Regions from separate parts of the Mus musculus genome. Here region 2 is linked to region 1. Evidence: chromatin contacts called from public promoter capture Hi-C data. All regions are on one chromosome and are shown on one strand. The core of a region is the stretch at or near the end of the contact, and the rest is flanking DNA. Distances in the headings are between cores, read along the strand shown.

Evidence for each region. Capture Hi-C pulls out chosen DNA fragments and counts their contacts.
Region 2: a contact with region 1 is called in a promoter capture Hi-C map of liver. The contact joins the promoter of 1110004F10Rik here to the promoter of Rps13 in region 1. A contact is called at or near these places in 4 of 39 promoter capture datasets (the C10 cell line, cranial neural crest, embryonic stem cells and 1 more), 15 of 484 Hi-C or Micro-C datasets (CD4 T cells, CD8 T cells, LSK cells and 8 more), 15 of 115 datasets of contacts at active chromatin or transcription factors (the 230-238 cell line, the SCID.adh cell line, effector CD8 T cells and 6 more) and 3 of 9 other capture datasets (adipose tissue, liver and pancreatic islet).

Annotation. Positions count from the first base shown.
Region 1 is chr7:116,332,492-116,336,540 of GRCm38.p6, forward strand. Rps13 (ribosomal protein S13) reads right to left here and starts at 1,699. Exons shown (of 6, transcript NM_026533.3): 1 at 1,594-1,699; 2 at 1,409-1,457; 3 at 1,205-1,283; 4 at 438-607. The coding sequence starts at 1,616. It overlaps Snord14a (small nucleolar RNA, C/D box 14A), which reads right to left and starts at 766; the gene lies at 680-766. Gm10589 (a long non-coding RNA gene) reads left to right here and starts at 1,678. Exons shown (of 2, transcript XR_869889.2): 1 at 1,678-1,791.
Region 2 is chr7:116,091,708-116,095,756 of GRCm38.p6, forward strand. 1110004F10Rik (RIKEN cDNA 1110004F10 gene) reads left to right here and starts at 1,673. Exons shown (of 5, transcript NM_019772.2): 1 at 1,673-1,818. The coding sequence starts at 1,756. It overlaps 1700003G18Rik (RIKEN cDNA 1700003G18 gene), which reads right to left and starts at 1,442. Exons shown (of 4, transcript NR_029433.1): 1 at 1,355-1,442.

The DNA of each region.
Region 1 (4,049 bases), core at 449-2,948:
GAGATTTAAGAAAACCACCAACAAGTAAAGAAACTAAATAGCTTCTATGGTTAGGTTAAGTTCTTAGGGCAATTTTTTTAAGGAGGCAGGGTATCTTATTATTATACAGAATAAGTTGGTTGTCTTACAATGTGTTAGACCAGGCTGGTCTCAAACTCCAACAATTAAGGGCATGCATCACCAAATCCACAGAGGCAATTTAAACTCCTAGAATAAGGCCCATAGCCACAAACCTACACAAAAGCCCCAGCACCTGGGACCAACTGGATGTAATAGTTTAGGGGAGCTAAAAATCAAACCACCTATTTCTAGGAAACTATCATGTTGACTATTAGCCAGCACCCAGAACCACCTGAGAGGACTCAAGTGCGTTCTCCCCTCTGAAGATCCGCAGCGCAAGTGTCTCGACACAACACCTGGTTTGTTGTCCGCCTTACCTTTCTGTTCCTCTCAAGGTGCTTTCGGACAGCAACAGCTTTCTTAATCAAATGGTAGAGATCCTCGGGGAGGTCAGGGGCAAGGCCTTTGGACTTGAGGATTCTCAAGATTTTATTTCCAGTCACAAAACGGACCTGGGCCACCCCGTGTGAGTCCCTCAGGATTACACCTGAAAAGAGAAACACACTCAAGCACACACACATGCGATAAAACCCTAACAGCCAAACTCCAAATTTCCAGCTCACTCAGACATCCAAGGAAGGTCAACCCAACATGGAAAGTCCTTCTGGTGGAAACTGCGAATGTTGGAACACCATCATCACTGTGAGCTTGCCAGAATACATCTGACCAGAGGAAACAATGTGACTTCTACCTTTATATTTAGTATTAACTTAAAAGCAGCCCAACATTTATTTGTACCTATCTTTAAAACTGCATGTTATTGCTTTTAAACCTCAAATTACTTCAGATCAGCTGAGCCCATTTCACATGATTTTTTCTGCATATTTCTAGCGAACTTTTTATATCCTAAAGAGGATATTTTCCTCCGATGAGCAGTTATTCCCAGACTCAGAAGCCAAGCTACCAGAAACGAGTTATTTCCCATTTGTACAAAGTCAGAGCAGCTTAGAATCAATTCAGTTAGATGTGACTCAATCCCAGACAGCCCTTGCTCCGCTGTGGAAGCAGGAGGAACCTTTTTAACATACGGACTAGACACATTTGTTTCTCGAGAGCAGAAGGAAGAGATTACATCAACACTCACCTATCTGGGAGGGAGTCAGGCCTTTCTTGGCCAATTTGTAAATCTGTTCCTTCACGTCGTCAGACGTCAACTTCAGCCACTACAGATGGAAGAGAAATCGGCCTTAGGATGAGAGAGCACGGCGGCAACCTTCCACTTCGGGTCCCATCCTCCCGCGCACCGATCGCTTCCCACGCCGCCCTCCAACCCTCAGCCTCTACTCACCGTGGGGACGCTACGGCGGTAGGGCAGCGCCGACTGGGACAGGCCCTTCCTGAAAACAGAAGATAGGAAGTAAAGCGGCGGCCCGCGCCCCAAGCAGCCCCACTGTCCCTTCACCCGCAGCCCGCATCCTCCTCTCTCAGCCCCGCGCCCCAGCCCCGCAACCAAGGTCGGCGCCGCGGGCTCACCCGGGAGCGTGCATGCGACCCATGATGGCGGAGGTCTGGCAGCAAAGAGAGAACGAGGTAGGAAACGGCACAGGAAATCAAGCCGCACAGGAAGTGACGCCACTCACCGACGTTTGCTCTCGCGCGGGGGCGGGGCTACATAGTGTGGCCACCGGAGCCCGGGAGACTACGCGTCCCAGAAGGCATGGCGGCGAGGCGGTAAGTGTATGGCTGGGTTGCTACGCCTTGAACTCTTGTCTCTAGTCTTGCTCTTAGCCAGAGCAGCAAGTCTGTCTCTAACATCTCTTCGGAAGTCGCATCTGAGGGGACCTAGGGCGTGCTCGAGTCCTGGGCTGAAGGATTTGGATAAGCTGCGGGTTTCTCAGGGCTCCCTCTGCAGCCCCGAACTCGTGCGGTGTGGGATGATCGCAAAGCCTAGGTGCAGCCGGCGCTTCTCTCTAGATCGTTAATTCTAGGCTTCCGAGCCCCGCCCGGGTCTGTCCTCCTGTCTGCGCGCCTTTTCTACACAGGTCGGAGCGCAGAACCGCTCACCCCCGTCGGAGAAGAGTTGGGAACGAGGAAAGAAGCTTCGAGAAGATGAGGGGGAAAGGGACTACCCCGGGAGTTGGTCTTTTAAGGATGTCCTAGTCCGGTTCACCACAGAGCGTTCGAAGAATGGGTGAATATAACAATTTATTGTAAATGCAACAAAAAACAACAAAGACATGGACCCAAGAAACTCAGATCTACAAGACCCTGTTGACAAGTGAAGCGTGAGAGGTTTGAAACAGTACTGAAATACTGATCCAGTTTTCTTTTTTGTTGTGTTTGAGACCGGGTCCCTCAATGTAGTTTTGGTTGTTCAGGAACTCGCCTTGTAGACCAGGCTTGCTTCAAACACACGTTAAGTCTTTCTGCCTCTGTCTCTTAAAAAAATGCTGAAATGATGATGAAAGGTTTGAGCCATCATGCCCAGCTGCGTTCTTTTAACCCATTACTAGTTGAATTACGTTTTCCAAAACATTGGGAACTTGAACCAAATTTGTATTTATTTCCTGGCAAAGTTGTATTTGATTAATTAACCAGATTCACACTTTTAGCCCAGATATGTGATCCGAACATCAAGCTTGGCTTCAATTCGCAATCCCTAAGCAAGAATACTTCATTTCACTCTAACACATTTGTCCGAATACAAATTTAGGGTTCAATAGTCTTTCTCATTTCCACGAGTCACTCCAACACATCTCACCACAGAAACGTATCAAATACTTCATTGTTTCCACGGGTACCCCAATCCTATCCATCATCTCTCAGGCAGCTTAAGTGGTGTCCCATTATGTATACAATCCATTGTCTGCCTAGTGGTTAGTGGTCTCTTTGTAAATCCCTCTAAATTGTGTGTGTTAAAGATTGATTTATTGATTTATTTATTTAATATAAGTACACTGTAGCTGTCTTCAGACACTCCAGAAGAGGGCATCAGAACCCATTATAGATGGTTGTGAGCCACCATGTGGTTGCTGGGAATTGAACTCAGGACCTCTGGAAGATCTAAATTGTTTTTAAAGACTTTTACTGTGTGAATATGGGGTAAGAGGATAACCTTGTGTAGTCTTTTCATCTTTTTACCTGGCTTTGAATATCAAACTAGAGTTGTCAGTGCACAGCAAGCACTTTTGGCTACTGAGCCATCTCAGGGGCTCTCTTTTTATATTTTCTCCATGTATTTGAAATAAAACCCAAGTCCCTGGCCTCATGTCCTTCCACTTTGCCCTTATTTCTACTCATTCCAAGCACATTTTTTTTTTTCCTTTTTGGCTTTTGAGACAGGTTTCTCTGAATAACCCTGGCTGACCTGGTAGACCAGGCTGGCCTCAAACTCAGAAATTCACCTGCCTCTGCCTCCCAAGTGCTGGGATTAAAGGCACCAAGCACATTTCTTTTTTTTTTTTTTTTAAAGATTTATTATTTATTATATGTAAGTACACTGTAGCTGTCTTCAGACACTCCAGAAGAGGGAGTCAGATCTCGTAAGGGATGGTTGTGAGCCACCATGTGGTTGCTGGGATTTGAACTCCGGACCTTCGGAAGAGCAGTGGGGTGCTCTTACCTGCTGAGCCATCTCACCAGCCCCACCAAGCACATTTCTAATCCTATACATAGTAACATGTCTACCTGGAAAAAAATTAATATACTTTTAAAGATGTGTGTCTGTGTGTCTTGTCTGTCTTGGCATCACAGTACCTGCAGTGCCCATGGAGGCCAGTAGAGGGTATCAGATATTTTGGAACTGGAGTTAACAGAAAATTCTTAGTTGCTACATGGATGTTTGAAACTGAAACCAAGTCCTCTGCAAGACCAGTAAGAGCTCTTAACCCCTTAGCCTTCTCTCTAGCCACCCCCCCCCTTTTAAAATTACTTGTTTATACAGCTGTGCAAGCTGAGTGCAGTGCCCAGAGGCCAGAAGACGATATTGG
Region 2 (4,049 bases), core at 423-2,922, 240 kb before region 1:
TGGTTAGGCTTATTAAATATAGCTCTAACCGTATTTTTATATAATTTATTTAAAAGCTAGTCTCTGCTTCAAAAATAAAGGAATTGGATCTATGACTGCATAAATTAAGAAACTGTCTTCCCTGTGTGCATAGCTCTAAGTCCTGATGTTTGGGATAGGGGCGGGGGGTGGGGTACTGTTTTTATTTTATTTTTATTTTTTATTTTTATTTTGAGAGGAGGTCTTACTATAGACTCGGCTGACAAACCACACATTACTTAGAAGAGGATGATCTTGAATTTCTTATCTTCCTTCACCACCTCCCAGACACTAGGTTCACAGGCATAGTCAGGTTTCACTTTGGGCACAGTTCTATCAGTGGTTCATCGTCATCTGAAATGTAGTTCAACTAGAGTAACTGCTGAGCACAGACACTGACAGGTGTCTCATAGACCACTCGGTATGGGGACTTAAGACTAGCCATGTACTGTTGTCATACTATTTGTTTATACTTGAAAAAAAAATCTTTTTAAAAATCAAGGCTGGAAGTCTTCAGAATGAGTAAGGGCAAGAAAGTCATCCTGACAGTATGTCAGGTTCACCTGTGGATGCAAATTCAGCTATAACATACAGAAGTTTATCTTCAGTATCTGAACACTGGACTACAAGATCTTGCAGGAAGCTTAGTTGGGGCTGGAAAGGGAGCAGGGAAATGAGGAAAAGGGAACTAGAAACAAGATTGCAAATGGGAAGGGCAGCGAATGTATCCATCCTAAGGGGGCGGGGTGGGGGTGGTCTCTTGCAACTAGACTGAGGAGACAGTTGAAACAGGTTGAGACTGCTACTGTATTGTAACTTTAAAGGGGTTTATTATATAGGAAACTTACCCCCCACCCCCACCCCAAGAAAAATAATAAAGATACAGGATTTTTTTTTGGCAGACAGACTTCAGTCGATGAAGTTTCAAATAATATCTACCTTAAAAAGGGATCAGAGAGTTGGGTCACTCTTATCTAGAATACACTAAGCCCAGTGGAAAACGGTCCACAATTCCTGAGGGGTGGAGCTGTTTAGAAAAAAAACGAAAAACAAAACAGCCAATTAACAAGCCTTCAGCTTCACACTGAACTCTATTCAGTAAGAAAAGAAAGGAAGGAAGGAAAGGAAGAGAATGAAGACGTTAGAATATCCCGTGTGAGCAGTAGAGACCACACATTAGGCTGGGGGAAGAAGCCATGTTTTAGGTTTTTGTCTTGGGCCGAGAACTTGTATTCAAAAAGCCTCAAACATTACACTTAAGTCTATGTGTTTAACTATGATGAATGTGTTTACTAACAGGGCAGAACCTCACACACACAAAAAGGCGAAAACCCACTCTAGGTCTGTCTGTGGCAACGAAGCTCTCCGCCAACGATCACCACCATACCCATCCACGGGAAAGCTCCCTCTACACGCCGAAGAAAGCGTAGCCTCCGAGGGCTCTCCCGCCACGCCGCGCGAGATGCTTCGCTCGGCCTCCTGGGAAATGTAGTTTAAGTCACTGAAGACGGCTTAGTCAGGCCAGTAAAGAGTGAGTCCAAAAAAACTACAACTCCCGGTGTGCTCCAGGGTGACGAGCGGCCGCAGCAGTGACGACTGTAGCGGTGAAGGGCCGGAGGGGGCTCTGCGTTCTGGAGTGGCGCTGCTTGGTCCGGCGGCTGGGTGAGGGCTGCTGGTGTCGCGTTTGAGGAGAACTGCGAGTGTGTTTGGCATATCCCCGTCAGGATCCCAGCTACGATGAGTGCTGCCCGGGAGTCTCACCCGCACGGGGTGAAACGTTCAGCCTCCCCCGACGACGATGTAAATAACAATGGATGAGGGTTGAGGCCTAGTGAAGGCTGGGGTAGGCCGGGAAGGGTGGATGGAGGAAGAAGCGCCCGAAGGAAGGGGGCGCAACGAGGGATGTCTTCCTTTTCCTACTAGAATCTGAAGGATTGAAGAGGCCCTGAGCTGAGATACAGAGACCTGCGTAGGAACGGGGGTTGAGGAAGGAAATCCTGAGAAGGGTCGAAAAGGAAAAAGAGCTTAATCGAGATGTCTTTGCGTTTTGGGAAACCGGTGAAGCTCATTTCTTAGTCATTTCAGGATAGATATGTCATAGTCCTGACATTGGTCTAAAACGCTCCTCTGGCAATCGCGAAATGTTCAGTCACATTTGGACAAATTTTCCAGCCCGAATCCTTTTTTGCAGTGTACTGGTAATTGCTGCCCTAACTACACCATTCTTAATAAACAGAGACCAATATTAAGCCGAAGATTGTGGTAGACAGTTTGGGGATGGAATAATGGCGAGGTCAGAGGGAGTGAGACCCAGAAGCGCATTTTGATGTCAGATACCTTTTTCCTGCCCTCTCATGCCTTCAGCTCATCAGTTTAAATAATAAACTGTCCCTTATTAACCTGTTCAGTACTGACTACAATGCCAGATACTGGAATTGAAGATTAATAAAGAGGATGCTTATATTTGTCTTAGCTCTAGCATAGTGTTTAGAAACTGCAGGTAACTTGTAAAATTAGGTTCTTCTATAATGAAATCCCTTGGAAACATTGATGGGGAAGTTGGTGGGAAGGGGACATGAGGAAGTCATCTTTGAGACAGATGAAAGCTGGTCTCGCTTATTCATACACTGTCAGCTTCAGAATTGTAACTTTTAGTGCAGTTTGACATCTTTCATAAGTCCTTTGTGAGCCATAAAAGGTTCCCTGAATTATTTTGTAGTTAATGAGAGAATACTAAGAACCACACTCCTTTGGTTGGAAGATGGGGTGTGGACCAGAATTGTAATAATAGAATAAATTTTAGCCTTGTGAGGAAGATTAGTAATCAATTAAAAAAGAGTGGAGGGATGACTGGTTGTCTGTGAGATTAATTCATGTCCCTTGTCTTCCCTGCGACTGGAATTTAGATCTTCCATTGTTAATACCGCCATTCTGCATTGTTAGGAATTTGTCTAGGTTTTTTTAGTGATCTAGATTGTAGATGTAAAAGAGCTGTTACATTGTTTTCCTCCCAATATCAACTGTGAGTTGATTCCGAGAATGTCACACATTCTTGCTTTGATAGACTCAGAAATAAAACAACTTTTTAGCCAGGTGAACTTTGATATATTTCAAATCCTATAACTGTTGTCTTGATAGTTGATTTATAGGTGATTATAATTGCATTTTCAAGATTGGGACCTGTGACTTTACCTATACTATCATAAAGACGACTGTGTTGTTGTTGTTATGCTATATACAGTAATGTGTCCCTTAACAGTGGTTTTCTTAACTCAGTTTCCATTATATATGGTTATTATTTTTTCTGCTAACTGGATATTACCTTGCTTGATGTTTTTGTTTGTTTAGCTCATCTGTATTTTCAAGATACACCTGGTAATTTTAGAAAATCAACTATCAGTTTATGTGTTAGTATCTGCTGCAAGGTTTTCTGATTCAGTGATTTGATGCATAATTGAGGGCAACAAAACCAGAAGATACTAGAAATAGATATCATATCTCAGAATGCGCTGCTAGGAAAGGGTGACATAGAAATAGTCTCAAGTACAGTGGGATATGTGTATGAGGAGTAACACCCTGACTGCAGTCTGTGGGGAGGAGGAATGAAAAGGGCTTCTTAAGGTTTCATTGGTTTGCTAGAAGTGGATAATGAAAGCTGTTCTATCAGAGTGGGAGAATCACAAGTACAATTAGGCACTGTGTTTCAGAGTGTAGTATTTTGGAAATGTGCTTGCTGTTCTTGGAAAGGAAGAACGAATAAACAACGATGCATTAAAAGAATATAATTAGAGATTGTAAAAATAGAGTTACTTAGGTAAAAACGTTGTCAAGATGTTTGCTGCTGTGTTCTTGTTGGGTATGTATGTGCTGGTCATTGAAACCTGGGCCTTATGTATAAGCTACAACCCCAGCCTGAGTGTATTCTTGAAAGAGAATGGGAAATTGGAAAAGTTGGATTTTAGATAGTTGTGTTTTTAGCCTTCTACAGTTCTGCAACTGTGCTTTGTAATTTGGCCCCATGCAGTATGTGT